2 separate regions of the Mus musculus genome follow, and region 1 is linked to region 2. A link is a contact called in public Hi-C data. All regions are on one chromosome and are shown on one strand. The core of a region is the stretch at or near the end of the contact, and the rest is flanking DNA. Distances in the headings are between cores, read along the strand shown.

Region 1 (4,243 bases), core at 657-3,156, 91 kb before region 2:
GCAATTTGGCACTAAAAATTTAAATAAGGGGCTCCTCAAAAGAGAAGATTCCATAATGTGAACAGGATTTCTGCAAGGTTGTCACAGTCCTCGAGCTCCTGCATGAGGGGAAAAGTGCTAACTCAGGTCCTCCCACTACATCCCATGGAAAACTGCCACTCTGAGCTGTTCCTGGAGCAGAATACGGAAATCCACACATACTGCTATTTCAACAGTTCAGTAACCAACTAGCAGGCTGCATTTTGACACAATCTGAGTGACGGCTATGACAGTAGGCACAACGGCTAATTGCCAAAAAGAAGGACTGAGGGTAAAAAAATCAATGAACACAGGAAGAAATCAGGATAATATATCTTTATTTTAGTGTTAAAAACTAGGCAATTAGGTTCAATGAACTGCAACTCAAACTTTATAGAGGTTGAAGATTCTTCCTCTCCTCTTAAGACAGAGGCATCTAGCAATTAGGTACATCACCTCCCAGGAAAGAGGTGGCGCTTAGGGGACTACAGCCCCCATACTCATCCCCCACATGGAGCCTGATGCCAAGTTGTTTTTACAGCTCCCTTAACCTACATGATTTTCCCATTCATCCATCACAGTGGGGTGCCCCTCAACACCTGTTTGTAGTACCTGTTTGTGAAGGTTGAGGCTATCGATTTCAGAGAGGACCCAGCCAACACTGCCATCCCCGCCACAAACCAGAATCCGGAAGGTGTCAAACTTCTGAAATAACCGTAAGCTGTAGAAGAATGGGAAGCCAGGGAAATGAGTGCACTTTAAAAGACAAATGACGGGTTTCTCTGTCCTACACTGAGGGGACACCCTGTTCCATGTGGCTAAGCCCAGATATGTATATATAAGGTCGACAAGGTGGCCTAGATGTCTGTCTGCCAAACCCCTCTGCTCAGGGCCCATTTTTGTCTACATGAATGATGGCAATGTCAGATCCCAGCAGCTCCTCCAACCAGAAACAGGGAGGAGATAATACACACATTTCAGGGTACCACGACATTCTCACTTGATGTCAGCTCCTAGAAGGACTTGTGGCACAGTCTTCCATATCCCAGCTAAATACCAGGCCCAAGAACCCCAACTCTTGCTTTCCTCATTCATGTGCTAGCCCAGCCCTCCCCTCCCCGAGTAAGGGCAGCTTGGCTCAGCCTCCATTGCTGCTCTGAGTCCTTAAGGAGTCTCCAATAAAACCTTCTCAAACAAGAGTTCTATCATATGTTTTGTCTAATGGCTTGCTAATTAAGAGAAAAGAGTCAAATATCTCAGCAAATAATAGGAGCCCTCTCTGATAAGTATCTGATGCCCTCAGCTCCACCAAGGTCTGACCTAGTCCCTATCATGTATATAGGAAAAGGTGAAGGCAAGAGTATAAAGTGGGCACACTGGACCTCCTCAGAAGCTAGCACATTGGAGACACTAAATCACTAGCTTAACATAGTCTCCCTTACTTCGGATCCCAAAGAAACCAGTGCCTCCCTCCATTCAAGTAACTATTTACATATGCTGCCTTCTCACCAGGGACCTTGCAGACTCTGTCTCTAATGGAGCTGGCTGCAGAGGAAGTCCTCTGAACACAAGCTAGGATGGGCAACAAGACAGTGCCTCAGATTTGAACCATGGTTCAAATAAGTTCTGAGCATCAAGATTGCATTGACTTCCAAAGGGTAAGAAAAATATTTACATGTATCCTTTAAATGTTCACCAATGAGGATCCCTGCTCTCTAGAGAAGCAGTGGTCAACCAAGGCCAGAACTCAGGTAGTTAACCAAGTGTATGATATCAGGTGCTTCCCAGAAACAGGAAATGAGTACACCAGCTGCCAAGCCATCTCTACTAGACCTCTGTCACACCACCCTCTGCTTAGCTCCAGCGATATATCAGGGAGCTCTTACACATCAAAGTCCAGCTTGCCTGCCACACAGCACAGTGGAGTTTTCAAACAATATCCCTACCTGAGCCTGTTCAGTGTAGTACAATCAGCAGATACGGTACTTTTAATATCCCTGCCGAACTGAGACTAGTTCCTCATTAACCTCAGAAAGAATGGATCTGTGCCATTCAGAAAACAGGTATCTGCAGAATTTCAGGAATGCTGCCTTTGAACAAACAGCCTGTAGGAAGCCACTAGTGACTGTCTTCCAGCAAGCTGTGCAGCAAGTGAGAAAGAGCAGAAAAACAAAACAAAAATAAGAAACAAAAAAACAAAAACAAGAAAGAACATTGAAGGCCCAACACCCATGAGCCCCACAGCTTAGGCACACAGAGAAGTCCAGGCTCAAGCTATAGCAATATCTGGCTCTAAAAGAACCTCTCCTAAGCTCCTCCCAAACTCACAATGGAAGTAGGGGCTGCAAGCACCTCCCATTTCAATCTCCCCAAATGCTGGCATGCCCTCTGAGTCCTACCTTACAAGAACAAATGTTTCTTGCAAACCTGTGGAAAGTACAAAACTAAAAGGGAAGGCCACGTCTCCCTGGCTGGCAGGCGAGCACTGCACCTGCATGAAGATCCCACTGTGCTGAGATGGAAAAGTCCCCTTGGTTTTACTGGAAAAAGGCTTCCCGAGAACTAAGCGGGCAGTCCAGAGAGCAAGGCAGGTCTGTAAGCACCAGCACAGAAATGTCCCAAGCACAGGAGCTGATACATGTGAACATGCTGTACGTAGCAACTAGAGTAGTTGCGCATGCATGTTCACTCTTGTGTGGTGCTTTTGCAATGGGAGATGCAAACACCTACCATCTATTAGGAGCAGGTCCTTCATAAGCAGACTTTTGAGAGGGGCAGTTGAACTTTGCTATTTAAAAATTTCTTTATAAAAATGCATTTTTATTTTATGTATACTGCTGTTTTGCTTATATGTATGTTCATGCACCACGGGTACAGTGTCTACAGAGGCAAGAAGAAGGTGTTGAATAATACTCTGTGACTGGAATTATAAACAGTCAATATGATGTGTCTATAAAAAGATAAAGAGAGGAGGAAATATGTTCTATGGAGGTGTGATGAAGTGTGGGGGAAAAGGAGTGCCTTGATGGGCCAATGCTGAGGTATCCCTTCCCCCTAAGGGACCAACCACACAATGGTATAGCATAGAATAGAGTTATTTGGGACATGGGGAGAGGAGTCAAGAGGGTAGTAGAGGCAGAGAAAGGAAGAGAGAGACAGAGACAGAGAGAAAGAGAGGGGTAGAGGAGTAGAGCGGTCGGCCATCAGCACATGGAGAGGGGAGGGAATGGAGAGAGAGGTAGGAAAGGAAGCAGAGAAAGAGCAAGACAGGAGCAAGAGAAAGCGAGAACCAAAGAGCTAGGAGGGACAAGCAGCCCCTTTTATAGTGAATCAGGCTGTTGCCAAGTAACTGTGGGGTGAAGCTTAGACAGAATGCTAACAGTTGTGAGCTGTCATTTACATATTGGGAATCAAACTTGGGTCCTCTCAAGAACAGCCAATGCTCATATGCACTAAGCCATCTCTCCAGAACTTAAAAAAAAAAATCTTATTTTTGATCCTTTTAAAACGAGTATGTCTTATCTACAAAATATTGTAAATTCCTAGAATGGAAAGTCTCACACAATCCCTACCCAAGGTGTGGTCCTCCATTCATGAGGTCAAAAACCTGGGCAGGGTTCAGCAGCTGCTTGAATCTTCTGAGAAACTTCACACCTTGATTGTCTCCACTTTTTGAGTTGACAAAAACCAGCAGAGGGCTTGTACAAGACGGGGGACAGGTGGCCTTCCAGAACCCTAGAAATGAGGTGGGGTAGGAAAGAACCTTACAAGCTGTTGAGCTGTTGTAGACTGGGTAGCAGCAACAAGAGGCACAGAACTCACAGCACGAGCGAGCCAGTGAAGGACAACCCGGGTGTGAGGAGGTGAGCCTGCCTCACCTCACAGATTTCCCCTCACTGTATTATTCCCTCTTCTTGCTGCCAGCCTGGCAGAGCTCATTCCTCTGAATCATGTACCCGGAGATCCCTTCACCAATCCTTGCCAGCATGTTTCTCCATGGTCCAAGCAGACATGCTAGGCTCTGCCACAGATGGTGACAGGCACAGTCTTTCAGCTCTTGGCAGACCAGGACACTTTACACTGGGTCTCTACTCAGCAGCCAGTACATCTCTCAATCCTTCCAACAGTGCTGGTTCAAGCTTGCAAGCCCTATGGCAATTCCCAGGATGCCAACTATGACCTCTGCCCATGCCACATCTGAGCCTAGCCTCTTGCTGATCATGTC
Region 2 (4,208 bases), core at 1,483-3,982:
GCACCCTGCACATCCTATGGGAGAGGGCAGTATATAGGCTGCAAGCCTGGGTCTTGGCTCCTGCCTCACACCATCAGCGGTTAGTAGCTTATAATCTCGCAGCAAACAAGGCCTAGAAAGGCAGCTAGCAACTGGCTTCACTGCAGAGATTATCCCCCTATAGTCTTTGCCTAAATCAATCTAGCAGTTCTCCAACAGAATAGGCAGGTCAGCTCCTCTTTTCAACAAAATCTGGTACGTATCCGTAGCCACTGGGTCTTTCCAGATGGAAACTGAATGAATGGAAATAGCCAAATACAACAACCCAGGTTATGTGTTCAGGCACCATACTTTACATACATTGTTCCAATTAGTCTTCATCACTAGCATGTGACATTGGAATTTGCTATTACTCCCACTTTACAGACCAGAAAACTAAGGTTCTCAGAGAGCTCAAGGAACTTAGCCGTGGTCACCCAGAGGGCAGGCAGTGACACTATGGTTGGTATAAGGCTATGCCCAGAGCCAGCCTGGGCAACTATAACATCATGCATGCCACAGTGGAAGTGGGAGCATTACTGATATGCCTGCCTGTGAGCCTCTGGGGAAGCCCGGTACCAGCCCTGCACGGGTGACCCATTCACAGAGCATCCAGGACTTACATGGTGCTGGAGGCCAGGTTTGTGTCCTCATGCTTGATCTTCCCATCCAGCGCGATGCCTCTTCTTTCTCTGTTGTTAGCCAGTAGGGGCACCAGCACCAGTGTCTTGGTCAAAGTGCTGTTTGGCTGCACTTTTTCTCTTGAGGAAGAATCATAGAGAGTTCTATGGCTGTGACAGTCACAATTAATACCTTGTCCTGGCCACCATTAATTAACATCTCAAGATCCTACCTGCCGTGGGCATTTTTAGAGTGAAAGTTTCCCTTACCAAACAGACATGCTGTTAGTCCTGAGCCTGAGGGGCAGCAAGACTATGACACTTCAGGGCTGGAGAGATGGCTCAGTTGGTAAAACATGTGCCATAGAGTCCTGAGGGAAGCCCTGTGCTACCATGTTCAGTGTGTCTGTAAACAACCACTGGAGAGCTAGAAGATGGATCCCCGGAGATCATAGGCCTGCTAGTCTCGCTCAGTCACTGAGATCCAAATTCAGTGAGAGACTTTGTCTAAAAAATGTAAGGTGTAGAGATGGCTCAGTAGTTGAGAGTTCTTGACTCTCTTGCAGAGGACCAGAATTCAGTTCTCTGCACCCACGTGGTAAATCACAGCCACCTGTAACTTTAGTTCCAGGGAATCAAATGCCTCCTCCTGGCCTCCAGAGGCACCAGGCACAAACAGAACACACACACACACACACACACACACACACACACACACACACACACACACAGCATACACAAAAGGTTGGGACATTCATTCCCTCAAGCCTCTTGACTTGTTCTGAATTACGAAAACCTCTGAAATGTTCTGTGAGGTTAAATAAGACCAATACTCAGCAGTGGTGGTACATACTGGTAATCCCAAGACTCAGAAGATTGAGACAGGAAGATCATGAGTTCTAGACCAGCCTGGACTACATAGTGAAAGTCTGTCTTATAAAAGCAAAAACAACAAGACCAGAAGCAAATGAAACTCACTAAAAATCTAGCTGAGTGTAGTGGCATTGTCCTTTAATGCTAATACTTGAGAGGCAGAGACAGGAGAATCTCTGTGTATTCAAGGCTATCCTGATCTACACAGCCATAAAGAGACCCTTTCCTGAGTCCCACTGTGGGCAGTGTCAGCAAAGAAGCTGATACAGAACCACTGTAGCCAAAACTGTCCATACTAGGAAGGATAGACCGTGTGACTGATAGGTCTGTAACCACTTATAACCCAGGTCAGTCTGATCAGTCAGTTCAAAGATCTCTCTCTCTCTCTCTCTCTCTCTCTCTCTCTCTCTCTCTCTCTCTCTCTCTCTCTCTCTTCCCCTCTTCTCCCCTCCTCTCCCCTCTCTCCCCTCTCTCCCCTCTCTCCCTCTCTCCCCTGTCTCCCCTCTCTCCCCTCTCTCCCCTCTCTCCCCTCTCTCCCCTCTCTCTCCTTCTCTCCTCTCTCCTCTCTCCTCTCTCCTCTCTCCTCTCTCCTCTCTCCTCTCTCCTCTCTCCTCTCTCCTCTCTCTGTGTAGCCCTGGCTGTTTTGGAACTTACTCTGTAGACCAAGCTGGCCTTGAACTCACAGAGATCTGCCTGCCTCTGCTGAGATTAAAGGTATTCAACATCACTGCCCAGCTTGGCTCCCCTCTTTCTTTACTGGGGTTCCTGCAGAGGGCTGTGGGGTTTCCTATGAGTGAAAGACAGAAGGAACCCCACTCTGAGGGTCAATTCTGGGACCTGGCTAGAGACACAGCACTCCTGGGATTCCAGAGTGGTATCTGGGCTGGACAATTCATTCTGCAGTGCACATCCTAGCAACCAGGCCTGGGCTGCAGGCAGAAGGTAGAGTATGGCTTGCAACAATGCTGGCTGGGAGCCAGCATCAGGACCACTTCCTGAATGAGTTCCCAGACATCTGGACATGTGAACTGTCTCCCATGGGAAGGACGCCCCTGTTTGCACCCCAACCCCCGGGAGTTTAAAGCAGCTTCTGCTTCTCCTGCCTCTAGTGAGTTCAGGAAACTCTTGCAAAGTTTTGCTTGAGCTAGGGGTGGCCACATCCTACCACCTGGGTTGTGGTGTTCTCTCTCTCTCTCTCTCTCTCTCTCTCTCTCTCTCTCTCTCTCTCTCTCTCTCCTCTAGCAGAAGAGGGCCTTTGGGCTAGGCTGTACTGTAGTAGAACCTGCGGAAGCCAGGCCCACAGCTGTGTTCAGGGCCATTAGGATCTCATACTGCATGGTCAGCAGCAGCTTACAACGGATGTTTGACCCGGTTTGAGGAACCCTGCCCACCAGAGCCCTGGTTGCTGGATGTGTCTGGAACAGTGCTGGGCTCTTGCAGCCTTCTGAGTGGCTTCTACATTGAGACCAATGTGATTTAGTCGTAATGGGATGGTTTTGAGAAGGGCCTTGGAGATGAGAGAAAACAACTCAGGATGTGTCTGTGAGAACATTTCCAGAGAAGATTAGCCCAGAGGGAAGGCTGCCCTGGATACAAGAGCCACCATTGCAGAGGCTAGAAACCTGGCTGTCATCAAAGGGGGAGCAGGGGTATCCTGCTAATGCCTGCATTCCTTGTTTCCTGAGCTGTTCTGCTCTGCCACGCCCACCCTGCTGTGATCAATAGAAACTGTGAATGGAAACAGATATTTCTGTGACAGTTTGTTTTCTCAGATACGTGCCTGTGCCTAAACAATGAAAAAGCTAACATGATATGGCCCCATTTCTAGACTGCTCTGCCCACCCCCGACCCCCGGGAAATCCTAGAATGGTGTCCATTCTCCCGAGGATCATTTGGTCCAAAAAGCACACAGAGTTTTGAATGAGAAACAGGAAATGGTATAGAGATACACACACACACACACACACACACACACACACACACACACACACACACACATCTGGTGTAATCTTCCTGCAAATTCTGCTACAGTAAAGGCTATCATTCTAGCCCGAGGGCCCCCTTCCATGACAGTCAAGCTGGGGGGGAGACAGACAGACAGACAGAGAGAATGAAACATGCATGCAGACACACACACACACACGTGTGTGTGTGTGTGTGTGTGTGTATATATATATATATATATATATATGTATATATAGATATATGCATATATAGATATACGCATATATATATATAGATAGATATAGATATATATATATACACACACATACATATCATAGCCCTAGCCTGGGCTAATAGCTCATTTAGTCATCTTCTGGGGGCAGGACGAGCATCTCATTCCTGTCAACACATTCCAAGGATACACAGAGCCCTTCTTGTTCCCATAGTGACCTTACTCTCTAGATTTCTCTCCTCCGGTCCCTTGTTTATAAAGACTGTTCTCCCAGCCTAAGAGATGGACCCAGAGGCAAAATAAACACATAGCCTAGCCTGCCTTGCTTCATAGCTCTTGATGGGAGAAAGGGGGAAGAAAGCAAAGGCTTTCTTTTCAGAAAAGGCAAAGTTCCCTCTTCAGAAGAGGAAGCTGACAAAGCGGGCTGCCGCCCAGGAAGTGGAAAGACACCTGCTACTTACTGTGTTTCCTCCGAGGCTACAGGCTTGACGTAATAGTCACTTGAGTAGAGAACCACATTG

Evidence for each region. Hi-C and Micro-C count contacts between places; a contact is called where the count stands out from the background.
Region 1: a Hi-C map of extraembryonic endoderm stem cells shows a contact between it and region 2, with 2.1 times the contacts expected there. The contact joins two enhancer-like sites. A contact is called at or near these places in 2 of 15 datasets of contacts at CTCF or cohesin (the G1E-ER4 cell line and large pre-B cells), 28 of 484 Hi-C or Micro-C datasets (the AML12 cell line, B cells, the C10 cell line and 18 more), 12 of 115 datasets of contacts at active chromatin or transcription factors (CD8 T cells, the HPC-7 cell line, T-cell acute lymphoblastic leukemia and 8 more) and 4 of 9 other capture datasets (adipose tissue, embryonic stem cells, liver and 1 more).

What each region holds. Positions count from the first base shown.
Region 1 is chr1:87,918,069-87,922,311 of GRCm38.p6, reverse strand. Dgkd (diacylglycerol kinase, delta) reads right to left here. Exons shown (of 30, transcript NM_177646.3): 9 at 3,591-3,753; 10 at 631-739. Among named protein-coding and RNA genes, the nearest start is that of Gm19582, 66 kb to the right of the region's middle. Within about 2 kb of position 1,906, at least 10 of the 459 cell types and tissues checked have an H3K27ac peak or open chromatin away from gene starts, as enhancers often do. A contact at or near this core is called in extraembryonic endoderm stem cells, where this site is marked.
Region 2 is chr1:87,828,410-87,832,617 of GRCm38.p6, reverse strand. Sag (S-antigen, retina and pineal gland (arrestin)) reads right to left here. Exons shown (of 16, transcript NM_009118.2): 10 at 4,149-4,208; 11 at 642-779. Among named protein-coding and RNA genes, the nearest start is that of Dgkd, 23 kb to the left of the region's middle. Within about 2 kb of position 2,732, at least 154 of the 459 cell types and tissues checked have an H3K27ac peak or open chromatin away from gene starts, as enhancers often do. A contact at or near this core is called in extraembryonic endoderm stem cells, where this site is marked.